Linked DNA regions of Mus musculus: regions 1 and 2 are each linked to region 3. The links are chromatin contacts, called in public promoter capture Hi-C maps. All regions are on one chromosome and are shown on one strand. Each heading gives the region's core, a stretch centred on a gene start, on an enhancer-like site or on the middle of the called end of the contact. The rest is flanking DNA. Distances are from core to core; before and after follow the strand shown. Region 1 holds the start of Sox2 (SRY (sex determining region Y)-box 2). Region 2 holds the start of Cetn4 (centrin 4). Region 3 holds the start of Mccc1 (methylcrotonoyl-Coenzyme A carboxylase 1 (alpha)).

Evidence for each region. Promoter capture Hi-C pulls out the DNA fragments that hold promoters and counts their contacts. Capture Hi-C pulls out chosen DNA fragments and counts their contacts.
Region 1: a promoter capture Hi-C map of hippocampal neurons shows a contact between it and region 3, with 3 times the contacts expected there. The contact joins the promoter of Sox2 here to the promoter of Mccc1 in region 3. A contact is called at or near these places in 1 of 39 promoter capture datasets (hippocampal neurons) and 1 of 9 other capture datasets (adipose tissue).
Region 2: a promoter capture Hi-C map of liver shows a contact between it and region 3, with 2.5 times the contacts expected there. The contact joins the promoter of Cetn4 here to the promoter of Mccc1 in region 3. A contact is called at or near these places in 1 of 39 promoter capture datasets (liver), 1 of 484 Hi-C or Micro-C datasets (B cells) and 2 of 9 other capture datasets (adipose tissue and liver).

The regions. Positions count from the first base shown.
Region 1 is chr3:34,647,326-34,651,375 of GRCm38.p6, forward strand. Sox2 (SRY (sex determining region Y)-box 2) reads left to right here and starts at 2,670. Exons shown (of 1, transcript NM_011443.4): 1 at 2,670-4,050. The coding sequence starts at 3,091. The coding sequence ends at 4,050. All of the region lies in intron 3 of Sox2ot (SOX2 overlapping transcript (non-protein coding)), which reads left to right. RefSeq lists an enhancer at 1-186 and a promoter at 2,157-2,907.
Region 2 is chr3:37,310,126-37,314,168 of GRCm38.p6, forward strand. It overlaps Cetn4 (centrin 4), which reads right to left and starts at 2,321. Exons shown (of 5, transcript NM_145825.2): 1 at 2,232-2,321; 2 at 168-314. The coding sequence starts at 2,234. It overlaps Bbs12 (Bardet-Biedl syndrome 12 (human)), which reads left to right and starts at 2,429. Exons shown (of 2, transcript NM_001008502.2): 1 at 2,429-2,460.
Region 3 is chr3:35,999,015-36,002,987 of GRCm38.p6, forward strand. It overlaps Mccc1 (methylcrotonoyl-Coenzyme A carboxylase 1 (alpha)), which reads right to left and starts at 1,664. Exons shown (of 19, transcript NM_023644.4): 1 at 1,467-1,664. The coding sequence starts at 1,543. Mccc1os (methylcrotonoyl-Coenzyme A carboxylase 1 (alpha), opposite strand) reads left to right here and starts at 899. Exons shown (of 3, transcript NR_029456.1): 1 at 899-1,697.

The sequences.
Region 1 (4,050 bases), core at 1,420-3,919, 1.4 Mb before region 3:
TATCCCCATTGGGGGAAGGAAAAAAAATCTGCCTCCTACTAACCTTGAAAGAAAGATATCAAGATTTCAAGAGATGTTCTTTTATCGTCATCCATTATCAGTATTTATATTAATAAATATTCGCCACCGTTGTCCACATCAACTCGTTGGGGTTTTTTTTCTTCAAACTTAATGATCCATAAGCTTTTTCTAAGTTTTCAGAAAAAAGTGCTATTAAGCACCTACAGATACATACACAATCACAAAGTGAATGCTCGGCCTGCCCTTCGTGGCGCGCGGACAATCATAATTCATTCATACTTTGAATCTCATAATTTATACCTATTTTCCCCTCGCTTAACCTCCCACTTATCTGGCGGTTCTATGTACATTTCTAAGTTAAGCAAATTAAATTTGATTCTTATGATTTCGTCCCACGGCTTATATGATATGTTAACTTTTCTTTTGTTTAGATTATGTGTAATTAGTTTGATCTTCCATCCTCCTCGGTTTTTTTTTTTTTAACTTTATTTTTACACACCTTCTTTTAAAGGTAAAAGCACTCTAGTAAAAGCAAGTCCACCAGCAGGGGGCGCAGCAGCCACATCTCAGAAACTAGGCGCGCTGAAAAGTCGGTGGCCGCCTTCCCTGGCTCAACCTTTGCTCTGGTCTCCAGAGATTCGTGTTGAGCGTAATAGTACACCCCGATTAAGGAGAAAACAATGCTTTAATTTGAAGAGTCCCAAATATTTACGCGTTTCTATAAGTCCTTTCCGGGTTCCCAAGAACTAAAGCAACCAAAACTTAAGGAGAACCTGGGGCAGTGAGAGGGGTGGACTAGAGAAGAAATTATTTATTTCAAGTTTACAGAATTTCTTTACCACAATTTTTCTGGGTCTAAAGTGGGCATAGTTAGCTGAGTGTGACAATAACAGCCAAGCCTGGGAGAATGGGGATTGGAGATGTGGGGGTGGGGAAGAGGCGTTGGTGGGCAGAGAGGGAAGGATAAACAGGGCAGTTTGTAAGGACAATGAGCGGAGCGTGGCCGGCAGATACCCTTGTGAACGTTTTCTTTAGGCAGAGTTGGGGTAGATGAGGGGAGGAGGGGCCGCGAGAGTATTGCAGGGAAAAAAAAGAAAGAAAGAAAGAAAATAAGTAACCCTGATGGTTTAAGCTCTTTATTTAAAAAAAAAAAAAAAATGGCATCAGGACTTTCTTCCTTCTCTCCCCTCTTTTGTACCCAAGTGCATTTTAGCCACAAAGGTTCCAACAAGAGAGTGGAAGGAAACTTAGACGGGGCTTTGTTTGACTCCGTGTAGCGACAACAAGAGAAACAAAACTACCTATTTGTAACGGACGTGGGGCTGTGGCTCTGGGCTTTTTGAGCGCCTGCCGATTGAAATCTTTACGTCTGGACAATGGGAGATCGGCTAAAATTACCCTCTCGGGTCCTGGGCAGGCAAGATTCTTGAACCCCTACCCCCGCCCCCAGCCCATTCTCCCACAGCCTGGGCTTGCTTGGTGCCGGCTCCTCGGGTTCGGCGGGCCTTCTCTCCGCCTGCACCTGCACCTCTGGACCCCGCGCGCTTCCCAGGCCCCGGCGCCTCTCGGCCGGGCCTTCGTGACTACCACCGTGCCTGTCAGCAGGGGCAATGCCGGCTGCGCTGCCCCATCCTGAGAACGCTGCGTGGGAGGGAGTTTGTGAGCGCAGCCCAAATGCCACCTCCGCGCCTCGCGGTGGGATGCCAGGAAGTTGCGTGACCCTCCCCCCATCCCCTGCACTCGGGAGCTTCTTTCCGTTGATGCTTTCGTCCCCAAGGTTTCCTCTGAAACTGCCACCACTAAAAATCCTCTTGTGTCAGGGTTGGGAGTTAGAAAGAGCGGGAGCAGAGTTCCAGCTTTGCCTTTGCACCCTTTGGATGGGGCAGGTTGGTGGAGTAGGGAATTAGGGGTTGAGGACACGTGCTGCGGTTCCTTGAGCCACACCTGAGTCGGCCTAGGAAAAGGCTGGGAACAAGGCCTGGTCCTAGCTCTGCTCTACAGTCAGCTACATGGGCAGAGGACTCGTGTTTGGGAACCGAGCCGATGACACGGAAGCCAGGAGGGCGCTGAGGCCCGAGGCTTGGGTCTAACTTCTCGTCTGTACGGTGAGAAGAGGGGGTGAGTGGGTGCTGGCGACAAGGTTGGAAGAGGGGCTGCGACAGAGCGCAGTGCCGCGGATGAGCGCAGAAACAATGGCACACCACCTCCGGCTCTGCCAGCTTCCTGAAATACTAGTTGGACAGTCGCCCTGAACCACCCATGGGCCTTGCCCCACCCTGGCCCCAGCTTCCCGCGCCCCATCCACCCTTATGTATCCAAGAGAGAGCCAATATTCCGTAGCATGGGGGAAAGGAGCTGTCGTCTTGGTGCTGTTTACCCACTTCCTTCGAACAGGCGTGCGCCGTGACCTGTTGCTGAAAACGGGGGGCGGGGGGGGGGGATACAAAGGTTCCCCAGCGGCCGGCTGCGGGCCCGCCTCCCCCGCGCGGTTCGGGGCACAGCGCTCTGCTGGGCTCGGCTCGGCGGCGCGGCAGGCCCCGCCCCCTTTCATGCAAAACCCTCTGGCGAGGCTGGGCTCGGGCGCAGGAGCCGGCGCTCGCTGATTGGCCGCCGGAAACCCATTTATTCCCTGACAGCCCCCATCACATGGATGGTTGTCTATTAACTTGTTCAAAAAAGTATCAGGAGTTGTCAAGGCAGAGAAGAGAGTGTTTGCAAAAAGGGAAAAGTACTTTGCTGCCTCTTTAAGACTAGGGCTGGGAGAAAGAAGAGGAGAGAGAAAGAAAGGAGAGAAGTTTGGAGCCCGAGGCTTAAGCCTTTCCAAAAACTAATCACAACAATCGCGGCGGCCCGAGGAGGAGAGCGCCTGTTTTTTCATCCCAATTGCACTTCGCCCGTCTCGAGCTCCGCTTCCCCCCAACTATTCTCCGCCAGATCTCCGCGCAGGGCCGTGCACGCCGAGGCCCCCGCCCGCGGCCCCTGCATCCCGGCCCCCGAGCGCGGCCCCCACAGTCCCGGCCGGGCCGAGGGTTGGCGGCCGCCGGCGGGCCGCGCCCGCCCAGCGCCCGCATGTATAACATGATGGAGACGGAGCTGAAGCCGCCGGGCCCGCAGCAAGCTTCGGGGGGCGGCGGCGGAGGAGGCAACGCCACGGCGGCGGCGACCGGCGGCAACCAGAAGAACAGCCCGGACCGCGTCAAGAGGCCCATGAACGCCTTCATGGTATGGTCCCGGGGGCAGCGGCGTAAGATGGCCCAGGAGAACCCCAAGATGCACAACTCGGAGATCAGCAAGCGCCTGGGCGCGGAGTGGAAACTTTTGTCCGAGACCGAGAAGCGGCCGTTCATCGACGAGGCCAAGCGGCTGCGCGCTCTGCACATGAAGGAGCACCCGGATTATAAATACCGGCCGCGGCGGAAAACCAAGACGCTCATGAAGAAGGATAAGTACACGCTTCCCGGAGGCTTGCTGGCCCCCGGCGGGAACAGCATGGCGAGCGGGGTTGGGGTGGGCGCCGGCCTGGGTGCGGGCGTGAACCAGCGCATGGACAGCTACGCGCACATGAACGGCTGGAGCAACGGCAGCTACAGCATGATGCAGGAGCAGCTGGGCTACCCGCAGCACCCGGGCCTCAACGCTCACGGCGCGGCACAGATGCAACCGATGCACCGCTACGACGTCAGCGCCCTGCAGTACAACTCCATGACCAGCTCGCAGACCTACATGAACGGCTCGCCCACCTACAGCATGTCCTACTCGCAGCAGGGCACCCCCGGTATGGCGCTGGGCTCCATGGGCTCTGTGGTCAAGTCCGAGGCCAGCTCCAGCCCCCCCGTGGTTACCTCTTCCTCCCACTCCAGGGCGCCCTGCCAGGCCGGGGACCTCCGGGACATGATCAGCATGTACCTCCCCGGCGCCGAGGTGCCGGAGCCCGCTGCGCCCAGTAGACTGCACATGGCCCAGCACTACCAGAGCGGCCCGGTGCCCGGCACGGCCATTAACGGCACACTGCCCCTGTCGCACATGTGA
Region 2 (4,043 bases), core at 1,071-3,570, 1.3 Mb after region 3:
AATGACTAATTAATAGCATATAAAACTATACACACATTATAATAGTAAAATAAACAAGATTTACAGATAGAGGACGTAACTTTGATAATTCTGGGTTTTGACTTATTCATCAACCAAGGACACAACTAAAATGTTACAAGATATTGTCTTAGAAATAATTTCAGAACCTTCAGTTCTTTCAGATCTATGGTTCCAGATCCATCAATATCGAATAAGTCAAAGGCCTCTTTAATTTCTTGCTTCTGGGTGTCATTCAGTTCAACTTTTGCTGCTTTTTTCTTCCATTGGTCTAAAGTTATGCGCTGGCTGGATGCCTGCAATAAGCATACACATGGGTGAAAACTGTGTAGCTAGAATGACAATTCAGTTATCCCATTTTCTTTTATAGAATGAGCTTGTTTTCCCCCTTGTTAATACTTTAGGTTATTAACATCTTTTCCCCCATCTTTTGAAACAGGGCCTCCCTAGGGCACCCAGACTGCCCTGGAACTCTCAGTCCTGCCCGAGATTCCTAACCACAATTATTAATTTGATAGAAAATGTGGGCATTTTTTTTCTCTTAGATTTTCCCCCTCTTAAAACTAGAGCTTTTGAAGGGAGAAGCAGCTAAGTAAACTAGCATAAAACTGTGTGGTATATCAGAGTGCAGTTAGCTTATGAGAACAGTATTATTTTAAGAAATGTGCACTTCTCATACATGTATCACAGTACTTGCTTGATGTAGTGAGAATTTTATTTTCTTTGAAAAACACAGAAATGTTGTGGGAATACGTTTTCATTCTAATCCCAGGTGTGGGATATGGGGCTGCTTCAGACTGTCCACAGCAGCTGACTATGATTTGCCTCGTGCTCTAGCAGGGGTGTGATTTTGTCAGCTGCAGATAGTTTCTTCGAATGTGTGACTTTTGGAATTCTGGCAACTTTTCAGAAGGTATACACATGCTGAGGCCTCAAGAGGTGGGGTTGTTGTTGGTGGTGGTTGGTTGGTTGGGTTTGTTAAGTAGTCCTGTGCAAAGAAGTTAGATATCCTGGCAGCAAAGATCAAACTTGTCCCAAAGAACTCTACACCCCTAATCAGTAGGAAGTAGTTTAATGATAACGCCATTCCTTTCCCCTCTACTCTTTTTCTCTCTCTCCTATCTAGCATTAGAGGGTTTAAAGAGTAGGAAAGAGTGGAAGAGAAAAGAACCCACAAAGCAGCAAACAGCACAGGGGCATGCATACTAGAACACAATCATCCTGCACCACAAAAACACAAAAGTAAAAAACCCTGGTTATGGTGAACGTCTGCTCCACAGATACGCATGAGAATGTTTGACCAATTATGCGGATACACCCAACATGTGGAAGATGAAGGATCTGTCTGCTGTTTGCTTCTTTATGTCACCAAAGTAGGTCACAGAATCACTGTAGATTCTCCTCTCTGCAAGTGGAGTGGGGAAGCCCTGGAGGTGGCTGAGGATCTAAGTGGCCTATTGGCTGTGGTCACTTCGGATTCTTGGTTCTAGAGCTGCAGATTCTGATGAGTGGTCTTCTAGAGCCTAGGGCAGCCACCTGAGTCACCATTTTTTTTTTCAGCAAGAAGTCAGTGACCCTTTAAGTGGCCTGAGTTGATGAGCCTGAGTGGTCTTCTAGAGCCTAGGGCAGTCACCCGAGTCACCATTTTTTTCAGCAATAAGTCAGTGACCCTTTAGCTTTGAGTGGCCTGAGTGGTCTTCTAGAGCCTAGGGAAGTCACCTGAGTCATCATTTTTTTTTTTTTTTTTCAGCAAGAAGTCAGTGACCCTTTAGCTTTGAGTGGCCTGAGTTGATGAGCCCCTGGCCATCAGGATTGAGTCAGTGGGCCCCTTCCTCTCCGTGAAAGAATTGCTGGTCCCCTGATCATCAGTGGTTAGCTAGGTACCCCACTTCCAGTCAGCAGATGAGTTGGTGGCTCCCTGACCCTCAGTGGTTCCTGTTCCTTCAGCGGCTGAGTTGATGGCCCGCAGGATGTTGGTGGCCCGAGGTTGATGGCCTCTGCTATGCTCGCTTCCCTGTCTTGAAGTCTGTCTGCAGTGGTCTCCGTGCCCCAGGGTCGTATCTCTTTATCGCTGGGCCAACCCTCATAGACTGCAGGCGTTGGTGGATAAATGGAAAGGGAGACCCATCTCTGTTCTCCCTGGCTTAGCTACTAAAGATCCTGACACGGAAGGCAGTAAGCTGGGAAGAACACCAGGGTCCCACAGCACTCACCATATCCCCTCCCTGCGCCCCTGCCCGCGCCCGCGCAACAGCCGCTCTCCCCTCCGCGGCCCGCGTTTGCTCCCGACAGGCGGTTGCTATAGCAGCGCTCAGCGCGCAAGCCCGCCCACCAGCTTCCGTGATTGACGACCATTGCGCCCAATGGAAAGACAAGAGAGCTCTGACCGCGCTCAAGCAGGCGGGACTGGCTGGGTTCCGGCGCTGTGCAGATCCGCGCGTGGTGAGGAGGGTCGTGGACCCTAGGGGCAGGAAGCCAGGGAGGGTGGGGGCGAGTGCTCCGTCACGCGTGTCCCCAGACTCTTTACACACCGGGCCAACAGCCCTGCGGCCTTCCGGCCCAGAGCCGCCCGAGGGCGCGCGGCGGCATGGAGCCCGAGAGGTGGGTGGGTGGGGGCGTCCTTGCGGGGCGGGACGCCAGCCTGGGACCGAGGACGGCGTGGGCCTTCTCCTGGGCTGAAAACAGTGCAAAGCAATCTTTTCCTAGTGTGCTGAGTAAAACGTGGCGCATTCCCAAAGCCGCTGCCTCACGTCGCAGACACTCAGGTTGTAATCCTTAAATCTCCTTAGGTTCCTGGGGTAAGTTTGTCCTTATGGTAGAAGCCAGTTTTCCTGCCTTAAGTTTTCCCAATGGGAACTCAAAGGATGTAAAGTCATAATATTTTGTGAGTGAAGTAAAGTATTAAATCATTTACCTATAATCTATTGGTTTTTTTTCAAGGCACGTATCGCATCCGAAAAGTTACACTTGGACAGTTTTCAGAGTCATAATTAATACTAATTTTAAATAGATTTCTGAAACCCAGAAACGAATATTAGTCAGACAGATAGGCAGGCATTCCCGCGCTCATACACACAAACACACACACCGGGGTGGGGGGGGGGAGGAGAGGGGGGTGGAAGCTGCCTTTTAGACATTCCTGAATATCATTTGATCTGATGACTATCAAAAGGCTGCTAAACCTAAATAAATCTTACATCACCATGATTTAGGAATTTGGATGTTCTAGTGTTAGAGGTTATGGTTTATGATAGGTTAAAGATAGCTTAGGCAGTAGGTTCCTTGAAGAAGAACATTCCAGAAAGAGGGACACTTAGAAATACTGAGACAGGGAGCATGCTTTGCATAGTCTAAAAGCACAGAGAAGGCCTGAGCACAGCAGATGAGTCAGAAAGGAAGAAGTGTGGGTTTTCGTGCTGTGTGGGGACAAGGCCTTTATGTGAGTGAGTTAGGGAGACTTTGTAAGATTCTCAGTACAGAAGTGAAAGGATGTGACTCACTTTTATAGGAACTCCCTGTGCTAAACAGGAGTAAAGACTATTTTCTGAGAGGCTGCTAAGCAGTGGAGTGTTGTGGTTAGATTATAGTGTTAGGAGTAGACTGGAGAGGACACCAGACTTAGTTCTGAGGAGATGAAAATCCTAGTTATACCTATCAAAAAAACGCAGAGCTTTTAAACGTAACCCCTGAAAAGCAAATGAGATGTGATCTTATGAAAAGACAATTTCTGAAGTCAGTATGCCATTTACATAATCTGACTTTGCTCTCCCGTGGCAGATAGAAAGCTAAGGAAACAGTCTGACGAGCAACAGAACTGACCTGTTTGTGGAAGGCATTAGTGCCAGTCACAGCAGAACAAAAATCAGGTTGTGTTAGTGCCGTGCCAAGAACAGTTACCAGAGGTGCCTGGTCACTTTGGAAATTGCCCATCTTCCCATCCCTGTTACTGCCATTGCTGTTTCACATCCAACCTCTTAGAAAATAAGACATTTTGAGTTGTATTACTAATAGCCTATTGGAGTCTC
Region 3 (3,973 bases), core at 414-2,913:
TTCTTCAGAGACTGGTGCTCTTACAAATCTTTCCAATTCAGCCCACCCCACATTCTTGCTCTTCAAGGAGGAAAACTTAACTTTCCTGGTCTTTTAAAGGAATTTTTCAGCTTGGAGCATTGTTTTCCCCTCTGACCTCTCCAGGTAAGTTAGGGTTTAAGGCTTTTCCAGTCCTGCCTAAGAAATCACAGCTTTGTCATGTATCCAACCTGGGACCACTGATAGCCTAAAATGTTTTTTTTTTTTTTTTTCCTCTCAGCTAGTGAAGACTGAGTCAGGCAGTCAGACACACTCCTTAAGTGCAATCCTTTATCTTGACAATGTTCTGATTTCTCTATCCCATTTTTCAAAGCTCTTTTTGCTACATCTCAAAACATTTAAACATGACGAGTAAATTGCCTGCCAGGAGATAATTCACCAATTAAGACAGCCGCTATTCTCATGGGTAGAGTCTGACTAATCAAATTCTTTTCTCTGAGGTATTAGAGGAATCATGGCTGGTAAAAAGAAAGAAAAAAGAAAAGGTAAAATTCTCATGCTGGTAAGAGTTTTAATTTTAAAAACTATTAGCAGGATGACAGCTATAACTAAGCCTTGAGAGGAGAATGACTCTGTGGTATTCTTGGGAACCTAAGGAAATTCACAGGAAGAAAAACAGCACTAATACAACTTTCACCATCTTTCTTATTTAAAATATAGGGTGAAGACCTACATTTTAGTATTCACCGAAAATCCAGGGCATCGACCACTGTTTGTTGAATGGACCATGATGTGTTTAAATTTTTATCCACGTGTTGATTTGGACATACGAGGGGGTTAGTATCGTCTTTATATTACCTCTGCTAGATACAAGTATCATCACCTCCAAGCAGAAGAAACTGAAGCACGGATATTAGGTAACTCGACCAAGGTCACAGGTAAGCTGGGAACCCAACCTTCTGCAGGCAGTTCTTGCCCTTGGGCCAGTACGTTTTTCAGAATGCGAGGAGGTGATGATTATGGTGAAGTAATCTATCTACATGACTTGGGGTTTTCACTGTTGTCAAAGCGTGGAGCTTCGTTTCCAAAAGGATCCGGGGTAGTCATCTGCCAGCTTTGTTCAAACTTGTGAACAAGAGCGTTCGACAAAACTCACCCCTCATTAATTTGACTCTTCCCAGCAATGGGAAAGGTCTCTAGAAATCCTTCTCTGAACTGCACTCAAAATGAGGGAGCTAAGCTGAAAGCGACTTTGGGAAAGGGGTCCTGGTGCAAGCCTCTAGCTACGTATGCCATCTTCGGTTGCAGCACCGTGCGGGGTGCCCAGATCAGAAACCAGCCAAGGTGGCAGAGTCTGTAGGAAGAGCCAAAGACTGAAGTGGGACAGCGCCTACCAAAACTACACACAGGCACTTAAAGGGCTGCTCTCACGTGACCCAGCGCCTCGCATCCGGGCCGCGCACGGACCGGCAGTACCCCTGAGTCACCTCGGCTGCAGCAGCAGGATCGGGACCCGTCGCAACTGGTTCCTGTCCACCGCAGCCAACAACGCCGCCGCCGCCATCTCCGCGCTGTTCTGCTGGATTCCAAAAGCTGCTTGGCTTATTCTTGAAAGCGTCCCTCCCTGCGCAAGCTTCTTGTCCCCGATCCGCCACCGTAGCTCCGAAGAGCAAGTAGGCGTCTCCGCAAGAGCCAATCACAAAACTGGGTGTTTCAAGGTACCGATTGGCTGATTGGACCATGTGCCTGGGGGGTGGGGAGTGAACTGTGAGGGGCTGGGCTCCATCTGGAGGGGCGGGGCCAGGTTTTTTTTTTTTTCTTTTTTTTTTTTTTTAGCACAGAGCATGAGAGGAAAATGCACAGCCCCTCAAACCACCACTCAAGCAAAATGCAAGCTTTCTCACTAAACATCAGGAAAAAGGGGCAGTGGAAACTGCGTGGCAGGAAACAAAGACACAGTAAAAGCTATGTGTAGGTATTTGATACAGCTGAGGCAGAGCTCATATGGGGGAGAAAAACACAGTAAGTGAAACAGCCAATCGAAGGGTTATAAGTGCAAAAACTAAATGGGACGTAGTGGCGCATATTTGCAATCCCAGAAGCTGAAGCAGAAGGATTGTAGTAAGTGACAGGATTGACTAGACAGTGAGTCCCAGGCCAGCCTGAGCAATACGTTGAGGCTGTCCCTCAAAAACCAAAATAAATAAGATATGAAAAACAAACATAAATGCAGAAGGAAAACAAATGTAAAGAGGAATAAATTAGTGAAATCAGAAAACTAACACCAAAGGACAAATAAATCCAGGAACTAAGAAAATAATTAGAAATAAGGGGACACAAGTGGAAGCAGGAACATCAGGAGTTCAAGCCCATCCTAACCTGCAGACCAAGTTCGAGACCAGTCTGGGCTAGTAGTCCTGCACCTGTCTTTAAAATCTAAGATGTTTTCTTGAAAGATTCGAACTTTTAGAAAGTCTGGATACAAATTGGCTTGCTTGTGTATTTTCGAGAAGGTTCCTACTTATCTGGCCCATTGGCCAGCAAAAGAGAACCCATCCCTCTGGAGTTCACCAGAAATGAATTCCTTCCTTCAGGAAGGATATCTTATATTGAGTAAGTTTAGACTTTTATCGGTAGAGTCATCACATAGTTTCAAAACGTCCCTGGGAGTACTTGCCACTGGCTTTGTTTGTGTGGCTGGATATCTTTTTTTCCTACAGAGTTATAAGAACTCTAGTTATAGAGGTTAATATTTCCTCAGGTTTTCATTTAGTTGTTTACTTTTACGCTGTTTCAGGTGTGAAGAGTTCCATATTAAAAAAAAAAAAAAAAAAAAAAAACCACACACTGTTTTCTGGGCGTGGGGAGAAATTGTTTTCATCTTGTACTTAAAATGAATGTAAGATATATATTTAAAACAGCAAAAAAGTGAACATGGCCTCCAAATAAGCAAGAAATAAAGAGGAAAAAAATCTCACATGACTTTTTTTTTTTTTCTTTTTGAGACACGGTCTCTCTATGTAGCCCTGACTGTCCTGGAACTCACTATGTAGACCAGGCTGACTTCTAACTCACAGAGTTTGAGAGCCTGCCTCTGCCTCCCAAGGGCTAGGACTGAATGTGTGCACCACCACACTGGTCTTGATTATATATATATATGTGTGTGTGTGTGTGTGTGTGTGTGTGTGTGTGTGTGTATATATGTGTGTGTGTGTATATATATATATATATATGTGTGTGTGTGTGTATATATATATATATATATATATATATATATATATATATATATGTCCCTGGCTGTCCTGGAACTCACTTTTAAAAGTAGGGAAATCAAATATAGAGAAAACAATAAATTAACAAGAAGCTGATTTTGTACAACTTTGACAAACCAGAAATGAAATGGATTTTACAAGAAAATACTGTTTACTAAAATAGATGCTGGAAAAGAGACAAGATCTAAATAATCCTTCCCCCTGTTTTGAATCCCTCTTTACCTCCACCCCAACTGATGAAAAAGCTCACCTTCTCTAGCTAAAAGAATTTCCATATGTAATAAACAATGGTTCATTGCAGTGCTATTACTTTTTTTCTAGAGCACAAAATGATGGAAAATTTTACAGTTCTTTCTATGAAGATAACATGGATGCCAAAATCAATAAAAAGAACATGTACTTCACACACACATTGATAGTCAACCCCCATTGTGTGTATTGATGGAAAAATCCCATATAAACATTAACTAAAACATAGAGTGATATATAGCAAGGTAAATTTTATTGTAGAAATGTAAGGTTGGCTTACTATTGAGAAGCCACTGATATAGTTGATCATGTTAATGTTTGAAAGAAAAGAAAATGTGTTCATAGGTACTTGACCACTGTTTGAGAAAACCCGGGTGTTGTTCCTTATTTTAGCTCAGTTCAAGAGATGATAGGGTTAGGCTCTCTGGAAAAGAAATGTTGGTTCCCATGATGGTTTGGATATGCTTGGCCCA